Linked DNA regions of Sus scrofa: region 2 is linked to region 1. A link is a contact called in public Hi-C data. All regions are on one chromosome and are shown on one strand. The core of a region is the stretch at or near the end of the contact, and the rest is flanking DNA. Distances in the headings are between cores, read along the strand shown. Region 1 holds the start of ZNF292 (zinc finger protein 292). Region 2 holds the start of RNGTT (mRNA-capping enzyme).

Region 1 (3,338 bases), core at 43-2,542:
AAAGGAAAAGACACTTTCTATGTTTCTCTTTGCTTTTTGGGAGAAATAGTGTGAATGAATTCAAGGATTCTTTACAGAGACAGTGTACACCACATGCATGCTTCCAAGATTTTATTTTGCTTTATTTCGCGATTATTTTCAACTTGGATAATTTACATTTGTATGATGGAGGCTCTATTAAAAGCATTTTCCTTAGAATGCTATTACTCTAATTTGCACTTGGCTTTTCCTCATGGAAAGTAAAACAATCCAAATAGGCAATACAAATATCCTGCTTCATTTAATTACCTGTTCATTTAAATACATATGCTGTCTACATTCTGGGAAGAATTCAAGGACCAGAATCAATCCTTTTAAATGCAGGCCCAGGGTTTTCGGTGCCTTTGGAATCATTTCAATGTGTGGCACAGCACCTGTCTCATGTTTTCAACATTGATTGGACTCTCTTCGCCATTCATCTCATGAAAAATGTTTTCCTCGGGAAAGTGTGGTGTGTTTTTAGCCGATTCCAACCATGCTCCCGCTTTGTGTCTGCGACACGGGAGTGGTTCCCAGACTCTAGGGGGACTTTCTGCTGGACCCATCCCCAGACAGACTCTGGGTCTCACCTCTGAGATTCAGGAGGCGGCCTGTCTGGGGCCTGGCGGCTCAACCCCTTGAAAGAGAGGAGGTAGAATCTGCCAAAGACCCAGCAGCTGTGCCCGCGCCGCGGCCTCCGAAGGACAAACTAGCATCCCCGCCTTGTCGGTTTCCGGAGCCCCAGTAACCCCGCTGCGCAGTGGAGAGGCTCCAGCATCCCTCGGCCTGGAGGCCCCGGGCGGCCACAGCTTCCGAGCCAGGAGTCACAGTCGCTCTGAGGCCTCGATCCACAGCGCTGGGTGGAAGAGCCGCGGCGGCAGATGCCGGGGATGCGGTTGCGGAGCTCCGGCTCCAGGATGGAGGACAGGCGCACTCGCGCGGCTGCCAGGCGAGCGAGCGCCCGGGCCGCGCCGGGGAGCCCAGTCCCGCCTCGGCCGAGTGGGGATCTGAAGACAGGGTTAGCCGAGCAGATCGCACGCAGCCAGCCTCTGCCCGGCTCCAGTCCCGCGCACCTTCCTGGTCGCCAGGGCCCCGGGAAAGAGCCAGGGAAAGAGACAGAGCTGCGGGAGGGCGGCGCTCTCTCCGCCCTTGAGGCCCGCGCTGTCTCCCCGCGTGCTGGGGTTTGCTCTGCGCCCAGGGTCGGGAGGACCTGCCCCACCTCGGCCCTGAGCCACCCGCCGGGCCCGCTTTATCCCTGGCACAATCCTCTGGCTGTTAGTAGGCACTACCCTGTTCCCTTCCTGCCCCCCAGGCCCTGTTATTTCAAGAATTTAAAAGGGGGCGGGGGGGGGGGAAATGTGCACGGGAGAGGTGAAGGCCTGGGGAGCTCGTGAAGCAGACTGGCAGGCGCGGCCTGGATGTAGACATCTGTTCTCTAAGGGTCTCCCCAGCTTTATTGATCGCAGGGATGGGGTAGGGAGGGATTTCTGATTCCCGGATTTACTCTGAAATCGAGTCGCTTGGAAGTGAAGGTCCATATGATTATACCAAGTCCGTAACAGTCGCGCTGTGTCCAAAATGGGCATGGAGGCTCATCGCGCCCTCAGGGCCTTGAGGCTTATGCATATTTTCTGGATGGAACTGGGCCTCCGAATTCCCCCAGGAACGTCTCAGTAAGTAGGGGTGTGTGTGCGTTTGTGTGCAATGATTCCCATGAACTGACAGTGTGATATTTAAAGAACAAACGGACTTCAGTAAAAGAAGTCTTCTGTACTGGATACACCTTTTTAACGGATGAAAATGAAATTTCTGAGATCTCCAGGATAAGGTCGACTTGTCAAGGGATAGTATTTCCAGTCCTCATTTAATTAAAAATCGTGAACTTCTGTAGAGATTCCGTGGACATTCCAGTTAGTGCCTTAGATGACTTTGGTGTTCTGAATTGAATGTACATGCATTATCATAAAAGAACACTTGTTCATTGCAGGTTTCTCTTCCACAAAACTGTAAGCTTCCTGAAGGCAGGGACAGTTTTCATCCACCTTTGATTTTTTCCAGTTTAAGTAGTGCTTCCGCATAAGTACTCAATAAATGATTAATAATTACCCCCAATCACTCCTAGTCCTTAGTTTCCAGTAAGCTCTAAAACAGAGGAATGGAGGAAGGGGTGAGGATAAAAGATGCAAAATAAAAGTGGATGATTTGATCATCCAACTGAAGAACATTTGCAAGGAAGTAATAATGCTTAAAATCAATTTGCTAGTCAAATCTTTTTTGATTTTAGGGCTGTCATGGACAGAAAGTGGAAGTGACCAATATTCTCAGGGTTTTTTTTAAAAAAATTAAGTAGATAAATTTCTCTTTGGATATACCTTTCTCTCCTACCCCCTTTTTCTTTCTATAGATTAGGTGTGGTATAAGCTTGAGGTGAAAACATTTTTTTTTTTTTTTGAAAATGTGCCTTGTTAGCTTTGATAACCTTGGATTTGATGTCCTTGGATACACTGGTATATGTGGCTAATCTCATATATCTCACTTCTTATGTTTTCACTGGCATCCTAAGATAACACAAACTGGAGAAACCTGGTTTGGATATCCAATATACTTCACTTGGGAAAATGAGCTACAAATGTGAAAATCCATTAGCTGCTTTAATTGTTGCTTTTTCAGCTCTCAGTGACACTTTTATACCTTTGTTCCTTAGCCTTTGAATGTTCTCCCTAGTTTCTTCCATAAGAATTTAAGAACCTGTATAGTTAATATGTCTATCAGCACATATATGCTGTACTATTATTTTAGCTGATCCTGTTTTCATAAGGGGTTCATTTGTGGTCACTCACCTCATACAATGGCACTTAACACCATCACTGACATTCATATTCTGGAAATTTTCTATTAATGCTAGAGATCCCCTGAAGAAGATGATACATATAATAGGAATTATCTTAAATGCTTTTACTAGAATCTTCACTTCGAATATGACAGTGAAAAGACTAGATGCCTCTTTGAATGTTTTTCATTTCCTGTAGACCAGTTGTAAGAAAGAAAAGCTTTTGGTCTAATTTTCCACTACAACAAAATATTTTATTCTGGGAGTTCCCATCGTGGCTCAGCAGAAACCAATCTGACTAGCATCCATGAGGATGCAGGTTTGATCCCTGGCGTCGCTCAGTAGGTTAAGGATCTGGTGTTGCCCAAGAGGTGTAGCTGAGGTGTAGGTTGCAGAGGTGGCTCGGATCCTGTGTTGCTGTGGCTCTGGCATAGGCTGGTAGCCACAGCTCCAACTGGAGCCCTAGCCTGGGAACTTCCATATGCTGGGG
Region 2 (3,562 bases), core at 569-3,068, 1.4 Mb after region 1:
CAAAAATAAGATAAACAACACAATTTTTAAAGTTAGCAAGAGGAGTTCCCATGGTGGCAAAGTGAAAACTAACCCAACTGGGAACCATGAGGTGGCAGTTCCATCCCTGGCCTCGCTCAGTGGGTTAAGGATACTGAGTTGCAGTGAGCTGTGTGCTGTGGTGTAGGTCGACGATTGGGTTAGGATCCGACGTTGCTGTGGCTGTGGTGTAGGCTGGCAGCTGTAACTGATTGGACCCCTAGCCTGGGAACCTCCATATGTCACAGGTGCGGCCCTAAAAAGACAAAAATAAAAAATAAAAAATTAAAGTCAGCAAAAGATTTGGAAACTTTGCAAAAGATAATACATGAATTGCCAAGAAGCACATAAAAAGATGCTCAACATCAAACCGTAATAAGTACTAAACAGCTATTAGAGTGGGTAAAATTTAAAAGACTGATCAAATCAAGTGTCCAAGAGGATGTGGAGCAAACAGAACTCTCATACACTGATAGCAGGAATGCAAAATATTATAACTGTGGGAAAGAATTTGGTATTTTTTAAGGTTAAATGCACACATACCATATGATGCATTGCTCTCCTAAAAATTTACACAGGGGAAATGAAAGCACATGTGCATACAAAGAAAGGTAGGTGAATGTTCACAGCAAATTAGTCTGCAACTGTCAAAAACTGGAAACAACCCAAAGGACCATCAAAAAGTAAATGGATAAACTAATCTGTATTCATAACAACAGAATACTAAGAAATAAAAAGAGCGAACTATTGATACATACCAGAACATGCATAAATCTCAAAACAGTAATGCTGAGTGAAAGAAAACAGAGGATTCCCCCCCCCCAAAAAAGAGCATACAAAATGCAAACTAAATCTACCGCGACAGAAAGCAGATCACTGGTTGAGGGCGCGGGGGAGATCACAAAACGCAGGAGGAAACCATAAAAGGTGCTGAATGTGTTTACTACCTTGATTGTGATTCACAGGGTGTGTGTGTACCTGCGCGCGTGGAAGTCAAAATTTATCAGGCTTTAAATTTAAAGTCTGTTGTGTCAAAGTCAAAGATGAAAAAGCCCTCAACGTGAGTCATGTTAAAAAAAAATCAAAACAAAACAAAAACAAACCTCCAGTCTCAGTGTAGATCAATTTCACCGCTTAAAAACTGCCCCTCCTCCTCCTCTTTAGCAACCTCCTTCATCTCAAAACTGACACTTGTCCCCTCCCCTTCCGAGAACCTTTCACAAACTCCTAAGCTGAAAAGTATTGCCCACTGAGTTCTTTAGTCCTCAGCTCCTGCCACACAAACCCCCTATCTACCTTCCCGATGGCAACACTCAGCCTTACTGGATATTGACAAGTGCCCCCACTTGCTCCGGTCCAGGTTCCCAAACACTCATCCACGAAGCTTCATCGGACCGAGCACATCTCGGTCCTGAAACACCACCACCAGACACTGAACTATCGCAAGCTGCGCCCCCTCAGCCCACCCATGGACCCGCGGGTGCTCAGGCACTCGAACGCCACCCCCCCGTCCCGCTTACCTGCTACCGGCTGGCCTCGCCGTGGACAGTTCAGCCACCGCGGCGGGATCTTGTTGTGAGCCATGTCTTGGGGCCGCGCACAGCCGCCCCCTCCACCAACGCTCGCCGCGCCTCCGCCGCCGCCTCCTCGCGGTTCGCTCTGCACCCGAGGTCCGAGGCACCCGAATCCCGGCCAGCGTCCGAACCCGAGCAGCCCCGACCCGGGCTACTGTCAGCGACCGCGCGCCACTTTCATTCCGCTCAACTCTAGACTAACCCACAATGCACCGCTACTTCCGCCCCCAAAGGCCCCACCCACTTCTTTCCGAGGTCAGAGGTGAAGAGAGACAGCTCGGGGGAGGGGTGGGAAGGAGTTAACGCCCAGAACTAAAGGGGCGGTCTTCCTTCGACCCGCCCCGCGCGGGTCCCATCCCAGCCCCTTTCTTAGGGTGGTTCCACGCATGCGCTGCTGCCACAGTTTGGAGTCCCGCAGGGCGACTCTTATTTTCCTTTCTAGGCAGCAAATGGAGACTCCAGAAATCGTGAAACCAAGCCTCTTTCCACACGTAGACTGGTCCGCAGATTTCATAAATGCATCCGTTTTACTAAGAAAGGGGCCTTTCCTCTGTTGTCATAGCTCAAGGGCCTGATCGCCATTCCTCGGTCAAATTTGGCGTCCCGACAGAATCTGAGTTTGAATGGGAATTTGGAAAGTTCTTTCTGCCGTGGATTAGGGAAACCAGCTTTAGAGAAATTCTAAGGGCGAGAGACTGGAGCATCGGAAATGAGTTTCTTTTTTTCAGAGTACTTCTAGGGATCCATGAAACATCTGAAATTAATCCCAAAACATTTTTTATGAGTTTTGTCTGTACATTTCTAGAGAAAATTTTATATCATATTTGGGAGTCTCAGAGGGTCCATGTCTCAAAATTACTAATGTGTATAATTGGCAAAGGCAGGAATCGGAGAGCAGAGTACCACTACATGGCGGTGTTCTCTGCTTTACCAAACTGTCTCTCCCTTCGAGTTAAACACGGGTGACTGGAGGCGCTTTATAAACTATGTCCATTAGCAAGTTACCAGACTAATTTAGTTAAAGTATTACATATGAAGCTGGATGCTGGCAAGTTATAACTCAGCAGTTTGGTTTTAAGTACCTGTGCTATATCTGACCTGCAAGAGCTTGAGGTTTGGGAGAAGGCATCATAAAGCGTCGATGGGAAACTGGCCCAACAGTTCAGCCCTTGAATGCCTGGACGATCTCAGTAAGATCAGAATCCTCCCAGTAAATAGAGAGGGCCCAATGGCTGTCTCTCTGAGAGAGCCTGAGTTAGGTCATCCTGGCGATCTGTGCTGTGGTTACATCTGCTGAGATCTTTGGGGAAAAAACATCATTCCTCTGCCGACAGGACCAGATAAGCCTGTTTCCTTACAGAGCAGCAATCTGCCCAGATGATGCCCTGTTCTATCTTCTGCTGGCAGGACAGAGTTGGTACCAAGCCCAGAGTGGTGCAATGTTTGATTCCCCAAATCTCCAAGGATGGAAAAGGTGAGCCTGGTCCTGGGAAAATACCTCACTTTCCCTTCCTGGGGATGACTCCCCTTGGAGACTGTCCTCCTCACACACTGTGTCACCCAGGGAGCTCATTCCTGGCACAGGGAGAGCTTCACAGAGGCTTCATACCAACGATGAGTGGCTGTTTTGGGTTGTAAGGCAGCAGTCTGTGCTTCATTTTTACACCACTACCCAGTTATGCCCTCTCCAACCTTAGTGCCAACAGACCGGGAAGGCCATGTGGCTCCCTTCTGCCCACAAGAGTGGACAGAGTAGGAGAGTGGTATCAAAGTGAGCTGGGTGAGCCGGCAATTTCTCCCTCCCAGGAATCCTTTGCCAAGAGTGTTTCTGCCTATCTCACTCCTAGTCCCACCTCTCTGCTTTTCTTCAAGGGGAAAAATAGATGCCCGCAGAGGGACCAACACAACTCCTTGCTGGCTTCCTGAAACAGTCAACACATTCTCATAAATATGTCTTGGCTTCCTCTTTA

What was found. Hi-C and Micro-C count contacts between places; a contact is called where the count stands out from the background.
Region 2: a contact with region 1 is called in a Hi-C map of skeletal muscle, with 6 times the contacts expected there. The contact joins the promoter of RNGTT here to the promoter of ZNF292 in region 1. A contact is called at or near these places in 1 of 5 promoter capture datasets (fetal liver), 1 of 47 Hi-C or Micro-C datasets (skeletal muscle) and 1 of 2 datasets of contacts at active chromatin or transcription factors (skeletal muscle).

What each region holds. Positions count from the first base shown.
Region 1 is chr1:55,613,958-55,617,295 of Sscrofa11.1, forward strand. ZNF292 (zinc finger protein 292) reads left to right here and starts at 1,293. Exons shown (of 9, transcript XM_003121280.5): 1 at 1,293-3,338.
Region 2 is chr1:57,060,167-57,063,728 of Sscrofa11.1, forward strand. It overlaps RNGTT (mRNA-capping enzyme), which reads right to left and starts at 1,819. Exons shown (of 16, transcript XM_021089928.1): 1 at 1,539-1,819. The coding sequence starts at 1,602.